2 separate regions of the Mus musculus genome follow, and region 2 is linked to region 1. The links are chromatin contacts, called in public HiChIP or PLAC-seq maps. All regions are on one chromosome and are shown on one strand. Each heading gives the region's core, a stretch centred on a gene start, on an enhancer-like site or on the middle of the called end of the contact. The rest is flanking DNA. Distances are from core to core; before and after follow the strand shown. Region 1 has its middle 41 kb from the start of Gm46242. Region 2 has its middle 32 kb from the start of Gm35992.

The links. HiChIP or PLAC-seq counts read pairs in DNA pulled down with a chosen protein or histone mark.
Region 2: an H3K27ac HiChIP or PLAC-seq map of embryonic stem cells shows a contact between it and region 1, with 2.2 times the contacts expected there. The contact joins two enhancer-like sites. A contact is called at or near these places in 15 of 484 Hi-C or Micro-C datasets (B cells, the G1E-ER4 cell line, Th1 cells and 8 more) and 3 of 115 datasets of contacts at active chromatin or transcription factors (embryonic stem cells and pancreatic cancer cells).

The regions. Positions count from the first base shown.
Region 1 is chr1:91,918,664-91,922,000 of GRCm38.p6, forward strand. No RefSeq gene overlaps it. Among named protein-coding and RNA genes, the nearest start is that of Gm46242, 41 kb to the left of the region's middle. Within about 2 kb of position 1,573, at least 35 of the 459 cell types and tissues checked have an H3K27ac peak or open chromatin away from gene starts, as enhancers often do. A contact at or near this core is called in differentiating embryonic stem cells and embryonic stem cells, where this site is marked.
Region 2 is chr1:92,345,991-92,349,867 of GRCm38.p6, forward strand. No RefSeq gene overlaps it. Among named protein-coding and RNA genes, the nearest start is that of Gm35992, 32 kb to the right of the region's middle. Within about 2 kb of position 2,586, at least 34 of the 459 cell types and tissues checked have an H3K27ac peak or open chromatin away from gene starts, as enhancers often do. A contact at or near this core is called in differentiating embryonic stem cells and embryonic stem cells, where this site is marked.

The sequences.
Region 1 (3,337 bases), core at 323-2,822:
TGCAAAGCAAGAAGTCCACCCTTTCCTCGACTCCAGCAATTCTGGGGCAGCCGTGGGGGTGGAGGTAGGGCCCAGGGCAGCCTTGCTCTGGAATTGACCGAGGGTTCCAGTGTAACCGTATCTTCTGCAGAGGTTCGGTCTCTGTGGTCCTGCTGGGTTCAAGGGGCATCATCTCTGACAATGGGGCCTGAAGCTGGGCCTCTCTTGAGGGCCATCAGCTCCCACTCCTGACTGAGAAGAGTGGGGATCAGGCTTCATGGACATGGCTGGAGTTCACAGGATGATGCTAGAGTTGTAGCCTTCACCATGGCTATGAGCCTGCTCATCAGCCCCGTGTCCAGCAGACCCCAGAGACCCCTGAGTTTTCATGCTTTCTGCAGCTTAAGGACTTTTAGTCTCTACACTCTGTCCACAAGACACCTTTGCAGGAAAGGATGTGCATGCCCATTCCATGACTCAGGTCTTCCCAACCGTATGGTCCTGTGTGTCCCAGGCAGAAAGCAGGGTCCAGCTCAACTTGGAGGACCAGATTTTCGTATATGGCATGAGCTGAGACATAGGTATCCAAGGCTTTGTAAATGTCTGTGAGTTTTCTGGACCTCCTTCCCCATCCAAGACATGGGCATGGCGTGGGCGTGGTGTGGCCGAGTGGGCGTGTGTGTGTGTGTGTGTGTGTGTGTGTGTGTGTGTGTGGTTTCTGTTGCTGCAGACATGTTACTGTGGTCCACACCAGGCCTCAATGGCATACCCCAGAGGAAGGAATAAATAAATGTTCCCTTAGCGTGAGTCAGGACCTAGACTCTCTCTAAGGTAATGCTGGTCTCAAAGAGTCTGCTTAAACTGATCTTACAAGCATAATTATCCTGAATAAAGAGAGTGGGCTTAGTCAAGTGAACGGACTGTTTTCATGGGGAACATGGAAACTGAGCCCTTGCGTGCTGAAAAGAGAGGTAACACAGGTGCCGACGCCGGGAGGCCTGGACCAGAGAAGCCTTAGAGGCAGCTGTAGGGATGGTGGGAATAGACTGTAGAGATCGGACTCCCTAGCAGCTACTTTCTAGGTGCTTCACTTGCCAGTGTTGTAACTTAATGACCCTGGGCAGCAGAGCTAGGGTCCTGGACTAGTCTGGAGAGAGCGTCCCCGGGGAGTCCCTTGTTCCCTCGCCCAGCCAGGATGCCCTGCTGAAGGCCCTCACCTGCTAATGCCTGTGGCCTTGGCTACACCATGCCTGGTAGGTTGGGTCACTGCAGTCAGTGCTGAGGCCTTTCCTGATCCTCTGGCTCTGCAGGAGTCAGGGACATCAGGTTCCTCAGCCAGCTCAGGACACCTGCCTAACCTCCCTAGCTGGCCAGGTCATGCCTTATGCTGCTTAGATGCCCCAGGGTCTGTGGGGGGGTCTCCAAGCTTGTCCTCAGGGACAGGAGGAAAGTAGACTAGGCTAGACCCCCCTGCCCCCCACCCCGCCCCCGTGCGTCCTGCACTTTCCATTAAAGAAGGAGCTGACTCCCTCCCCATCTGTTTCTTCTTCAGATAAAATCTATTTTCGGACAGAAGTATGTGCTCTGCTTTGCCACATGCCTCCCCAGTGCTCCTCTGTGGGTGGCTGCAGCTGTGGCCCAGTGCTTCTCTGCAGCATCTCAGAGTTAGGTTGGAGGGTGGGGGTGGGGGACAACGTCAGACCCGTAACCCCCTCCTGCTCCAGGGGCCTGAGGGCATTCGTATGTAAAAGCTGTGAGTTCTGTAGGTAGAAGTGTTCAGGCCCAGGGCCCCACCCTATCTTCCACTTGCCCTGGAACCTTGGGGACTCTCAGGGCTTTGCTGGCTGTCAGAGAGGTCTTAACTGCCTGGGCTGGGAGTTACCTCACAGGGCTCTCCCCAGGGCAGTGTTCAGACCCCTGAGACTTAGCTCAAACACTCAAGGACTCCTTCCCCCTATCTCCTGCCTCACTTCTCATTTGGGCGTTTTCATACTTCGTATTTTCATATCAGTGGGGGCTGGGGTGGTGGGGCCCGAGGGGCCGTCCTATCCCTAGTGACTTGGGAGTGACTTTAGGGGAAGTCACATAGACTTGAGTCTGGGTGGGGAAGGCCATCTTGCCTGTCTGAGGCCAGGGCAGCAGGAGGCAGGACTCTGGGATCATATACAGGGTGGTGTGGAGAATGCATCCAATATCAAATGCATGAATGCATCTAAGTAAGTACACAGCAAGCATAAGTAAAGACCAGGCAGGAAGTAGTGGATGGATAGAAGCGGCTGATAGACAAAAACAAAACAAAAAACAAAAAACCACCATCAAACCGGGGCATCCACAACACCCAGATGACTGGGGAAGCCATGCTGGAGCAACCTTGCTAGAATTCTTGGTCAAAAGTTCAGCAGAGCAGCTTGTCCGTGAACGGGCTTCCTAGGGAACAAGTGAACAGCAGTAAATAGATAACGTTGCCCAGCAGACACTGACAGGGAGGTTGAGGCAGTCGGTGGGAGTTCCCTGCTGAGCTTTCTCTCCATGGCTGAACTCCCAGCTTCCAGTTTCCATGTCTGACACTCTGTATATCATAGACAATAGTAACCTCTGTTGCAAATGGTTTTCCTTCTAAGCTGTTCTTAAGAACACAGTGTTTCTATTCTCAGGCCGTTTCCCATCTCGGGTTGGCTGGGAGGACGTTTGACACAAGCATGCTTGGGTCTGAAGTAGGAACATCTCAGTGAACTCAAACAGCATGTGGGCTTGCCAGAGATTCTGAACACAGGCATCTCAGTGCCAACGTCTCCATGAACTCAAACAGCATGCAGCAATTTATCAATACAATGTTCTTTCCTGGGTGTTAGAGAGCAGGACTCTGGTGGATGTGGCCAGAAGGTCACTTGCTTTTGTCCACACAGCCACTCCCCCAGGCAGTACTGTCCTCATTCCATCTGTAGCCAACAGCACTAGCGCACACCAGACCCCCTTAGCCCTCTGAGCAGCTTGGCCTCAAAGCAACTTGGTTGTGTCAAATGGCTCAAGGCACATTTTTAACTTGGACTTGGGCACAGAAAGAGAAAACATAGGGATGCATCTATGATAGAAGGGGAAAAAAAAAAACTGTCTGTGCTGAGCCAAACTCTTGTCTCCTTAGCGTGTCACATTTCCCCTGAGGGTGTGTCTCTGCAGGTCATCAGCCAAAGGGGCCTCAGGCTTGGAGGCAGGAAGGGTTCATCCCAAGGGACAAAAGTGAAAAGCCAGGAGCCGAGTCCCCAGCGCACCCAAGGGCAACTGCTTGTTCAGCGCTCCCTGGCCTGCCTCCTCCATGAGAGCTGGATGGGCTCCAGGCAAGGTACTTCTGAAGGGTAGG
Region 2 (3,877 bases), core at 1,336-3,835, 430 kb after region 1:
GATTCATCCCGTTGACAGCTATGGGAGACTCTGTGTCAGGTTGAACAGAGACCAGGACAGGCTTTAGGGTACTAGCTTTTCTTAGTCAGGGCTACTGACATGATGAGACAAAGACATTGCAGGTCTTATGATCGCCATGCCTGATCACGATAAAGGCTAATCTTCATTGTCTACTTGATTGCTTTAGAATCACCTAGAAGGCATTCTTCTGGGTACATCTGTGGGGGTGTTTCCAAAGGGTTTTAACTGACATGGGAACACCTACATTTAGTGTGGATGGGGTCATCCCTTGGGTTGGGTTCTAGACTGAATAAAAAGGGGCAAAGGAGACAGAGCGATACCAGCCTTCATCTCTCTCCTTCCTGACTACAGGCACAACATGACCTGCTGCCTCATTCCTGCCACCCTGCCGTCCCCACCATGGTGACCGTTTCCCTCAGACTGCTGTAAGCCTAAATTACCCTCTTCTTCCCCGGGTTGCTATTGTCTGTGTCTTGTTATAGCAAACAGCAAAGCGACCACTAACGCCCTCACATATGTCCTGTCAGAGAGGAGAGCCGAGTAGCAAGCAGCCCTCATCTCCATGATTCATACAAATAGCAAAGCTCATTCCTCACCCTCACCTGTGCGTCTGGACATAGGTCCCCAGGCAAAGCCACTGGCCATTATAACTACATAGGGGTAGGAAACAGACTCTGTCAACGACGTGAAGAATACAGGAAGCCAGCAGAGGGACCGGTTCTTAGCATTGCAGTCCACCTTAGCACTGCCCTGAACTTTCCAATGTCACCCCATCCTGCCCGTTCCCTGACAGTGCCAAGTGTACCCCTCTAGCAACTCCCTTCACTCAGTGGAACCTCAAGTCTGTCCTCAGGGTCCCCTACTGACTACCCTAGCCTGCCTGCGGCTCACTGTCACTGATCCCTGAGCCAGCATGGGTTCCACTCAAAGCTCACCAGCCATGTGACCATCTTTCCCACTGCTTACTCTTTCTTCCCTAGACACAGTTGTCTTTCTTCCCACCCAGCTGAGCTCATCTCCTGTCCAACAGCTCTTCTGTCTCTGGTGTCACCTTTGAGACATCAGGTTCAACTTCGAATGTCTTATGGAGGTGAATCTCAAGGGGTTGTCTAGGGGCTTCTGTATGCTCTCACCAGGGAGACATCAGGGGAAGAGGCTGGGAGGCTCAAGCCAGTTGATTGATCTCCATCCTGTCTGACTCTGTGGTCCCTCACGTCATCTGTGGATGTGAAGGAAGGATACAACACCGCTGTATGGAGACCAGGACTGTGGGGACAGAGGAGAAGGTATAGCTGCCCACAGTCCTCCAGAGGTCATCTTACTTACCTTTTGACCTGCCTCCAGAGCTGCCCACAGCAGATCCCAAGCAGGCAGAGTGGAAATCAGGAGTATTTTGCTGCCTGACCTGACCCTGACCTAGGATCAGGGATGGATAAGGACCCAATGGGACAATGTTCAGGGATGGGCGGAAAGAGGGTGTTTTGAACACTGTAATAGATCAATGGCTCTTGACCTTCCTACTGCTGTAACCCATTAATAAATACAGTTCCTAATGTTGTGGTGAACCCAATCATAAGATTATTTTCGTTGCTACTTCATGACTGTAATTTGGCTATGATTATGAATCATAATGTAAAAATCTGTGTTTTCCGGTGGTCTTGGGTGACGACCCCTGTGAGAGGGTTGCTCGACCTGCAAAGGAGTCTTGACCCACCGGTTGGGAACTGCTGCTGTAGCTGATCTACTCTGCTCATCTCCTGGGCCTATCCTTGCTGATTTCCTGTCTCTTGTGATAGACTTGACCCTGACAGGAAGCCAATGGCCAGTTCACCCTCCCAGCCTCTGAACTCACAGGGAGGTCTTAGTGAGAAGAGTTGCAGTGTCGGATGTTCATTGTATATTTTCTTTGGAGACCCCCGGCAGAGCCTTAGAAGTATTTCTTAGAGGGTAGGCTCTTGTTAATAGAACCGCTTCATCATATTGTTCTTTTCTAGAATGCCTCTATTGAGGTAGAACTCTTTGCGACTCGCTTTCCTCCATTTAAAGAACACGATTTTCTGCTTTAGTGTATGTGTGGAGTTACCCAGCTGCTCCCCAGCCATTAGGTCTGAAACTCATTACCTTAGATTCAAAAGAAACTAGAAAACAGAAATGGGTAAAGAAATATGGATTTATTTATTTACCATTTGGCCAAGCCGGGGAAGGAAGGAAACCAGTTCTTTTCTCTCCCCTGTGCTTGTGACAACCATAAATACATAGGGAAAAAAAACTACAAAAGGAAGGTCAAAAGATGCAGATTTGGCATCCCAGGGGATCCTCCTGGGAGGAGACAGCTGGGTCTCAGTTTTCTCTACTCTCAGCACAGAGGGCAAAATGTTTCCCCTCCTCTCTAATAGACTTACAGTGCATAGTGAGGTACACGTGTGGCGTCAGAGAGACGACTCCTGAGGGTCACTTCTCTCCTTGCACCACGTGGGCCCTAGAAACCTGACTCGGGCTGCCACACTTGGCAGGCTGTACCTTCACCTGCTGAGTCATGTCTCTGGCCTTACTCTTCCTGGAATTAGATGATCTCTTCCTCCCCTCCCGCCTCCAGCCCATTCTATCTCAGCATGGGATCTCAGCTGCACCTCCTGCAGAACCAATTTTAGGACTCTTTTAAACCCTGAAAAGAAACTCTGCGTCCACGAGCAGCGAGTGACTCAGTTTCGCCCCTACTTCCCTGACCCACTTTAAGCAGCCGCAGCCACTTGCTGTCTCTGAAGTGTGTGGTCACCTGTGACTGGACCTTCCACGTGGCACGCTGTTTTCAAGGTTCAAGCATTACTGTGATTTGGATGAGGGACTTACAAAACACCACGCGCTGAAGACTTGCTTCCCAGGATGTTGACAGGTGCTGTGGAAACTCTGGGGGCGCATTGCAGAGGTCCTTAGGCCTTTAAGCTGACCCACCGGAAAGACTGTTGGCCCCTCTGTGGTATTTTAAATAAAAATGGTCACCATAGGTCCACAGGGAGTGGCACTATTAGGAGGTGTGGCCTTGTTGGAGTGGGTGTGGCCTTGTTGGAGTGGGTGTGGCTTTGTTGGAGTGGGTGTGGCTTTGTTGGAGGAAGTGTGTCACTAGGGGTTGTGGGCTTTGAGATCTCAGAAGCTCAAGCTAGTTCTCTTCCTGCTGTCTCCTAATTTGAACTCTCAGCTCCTTCTCCAGCACCACATCTGCCTGCACGCTTTGATGCTTCCTGTCAGGAAGATAATGAACCAACCTTCTGAAACTTTAGGCCAGCCTTTATTAGATGTTTTTCTTTATAACAGTTGCTGTGCTGTGGTCATGGTGTCTCTTTACAGCAATAGAAACCTTAAGACACCAACCGTTTGTGCCACCAACACCAGGGGCCCAAAGGATGGAGTGCCTCAGTCCTGGAACCTTCAGAACCTTGATTCAAAATAAACCTTTCCTTTTGCAAGTCAGTTGCCTCAAGTATTTTATCATAGTGATGGAAAGCTGACTAAGGCAAGAACTCACTGATCCTTTACTTCTTTTTCTATTCACACTGCATTTTCTTTAACCATGCATGAGTTGATTGGGTGTGTGGGTGGTTTTCTCATTCTGGCTGTGGTCAATGACATTGCTATGAACTTTTGTGTGCCAACACGTCCTCCTAAATGATGTATTTAGTTACTTTATATTTTATGTGCATGTTTGAGTGCCTGCATGTATGTACATGCACATTGTGGATGCCTGGTGTCCACAGAGGCCAGAGCAGCACATCAGTTCCCTGCACTTGGAGTTAGAGGTGTCTGTAAGCTGTCACATAGGTACTTGGAACCAAACCTGTGCCTTCTGCAAGAGCAGCAA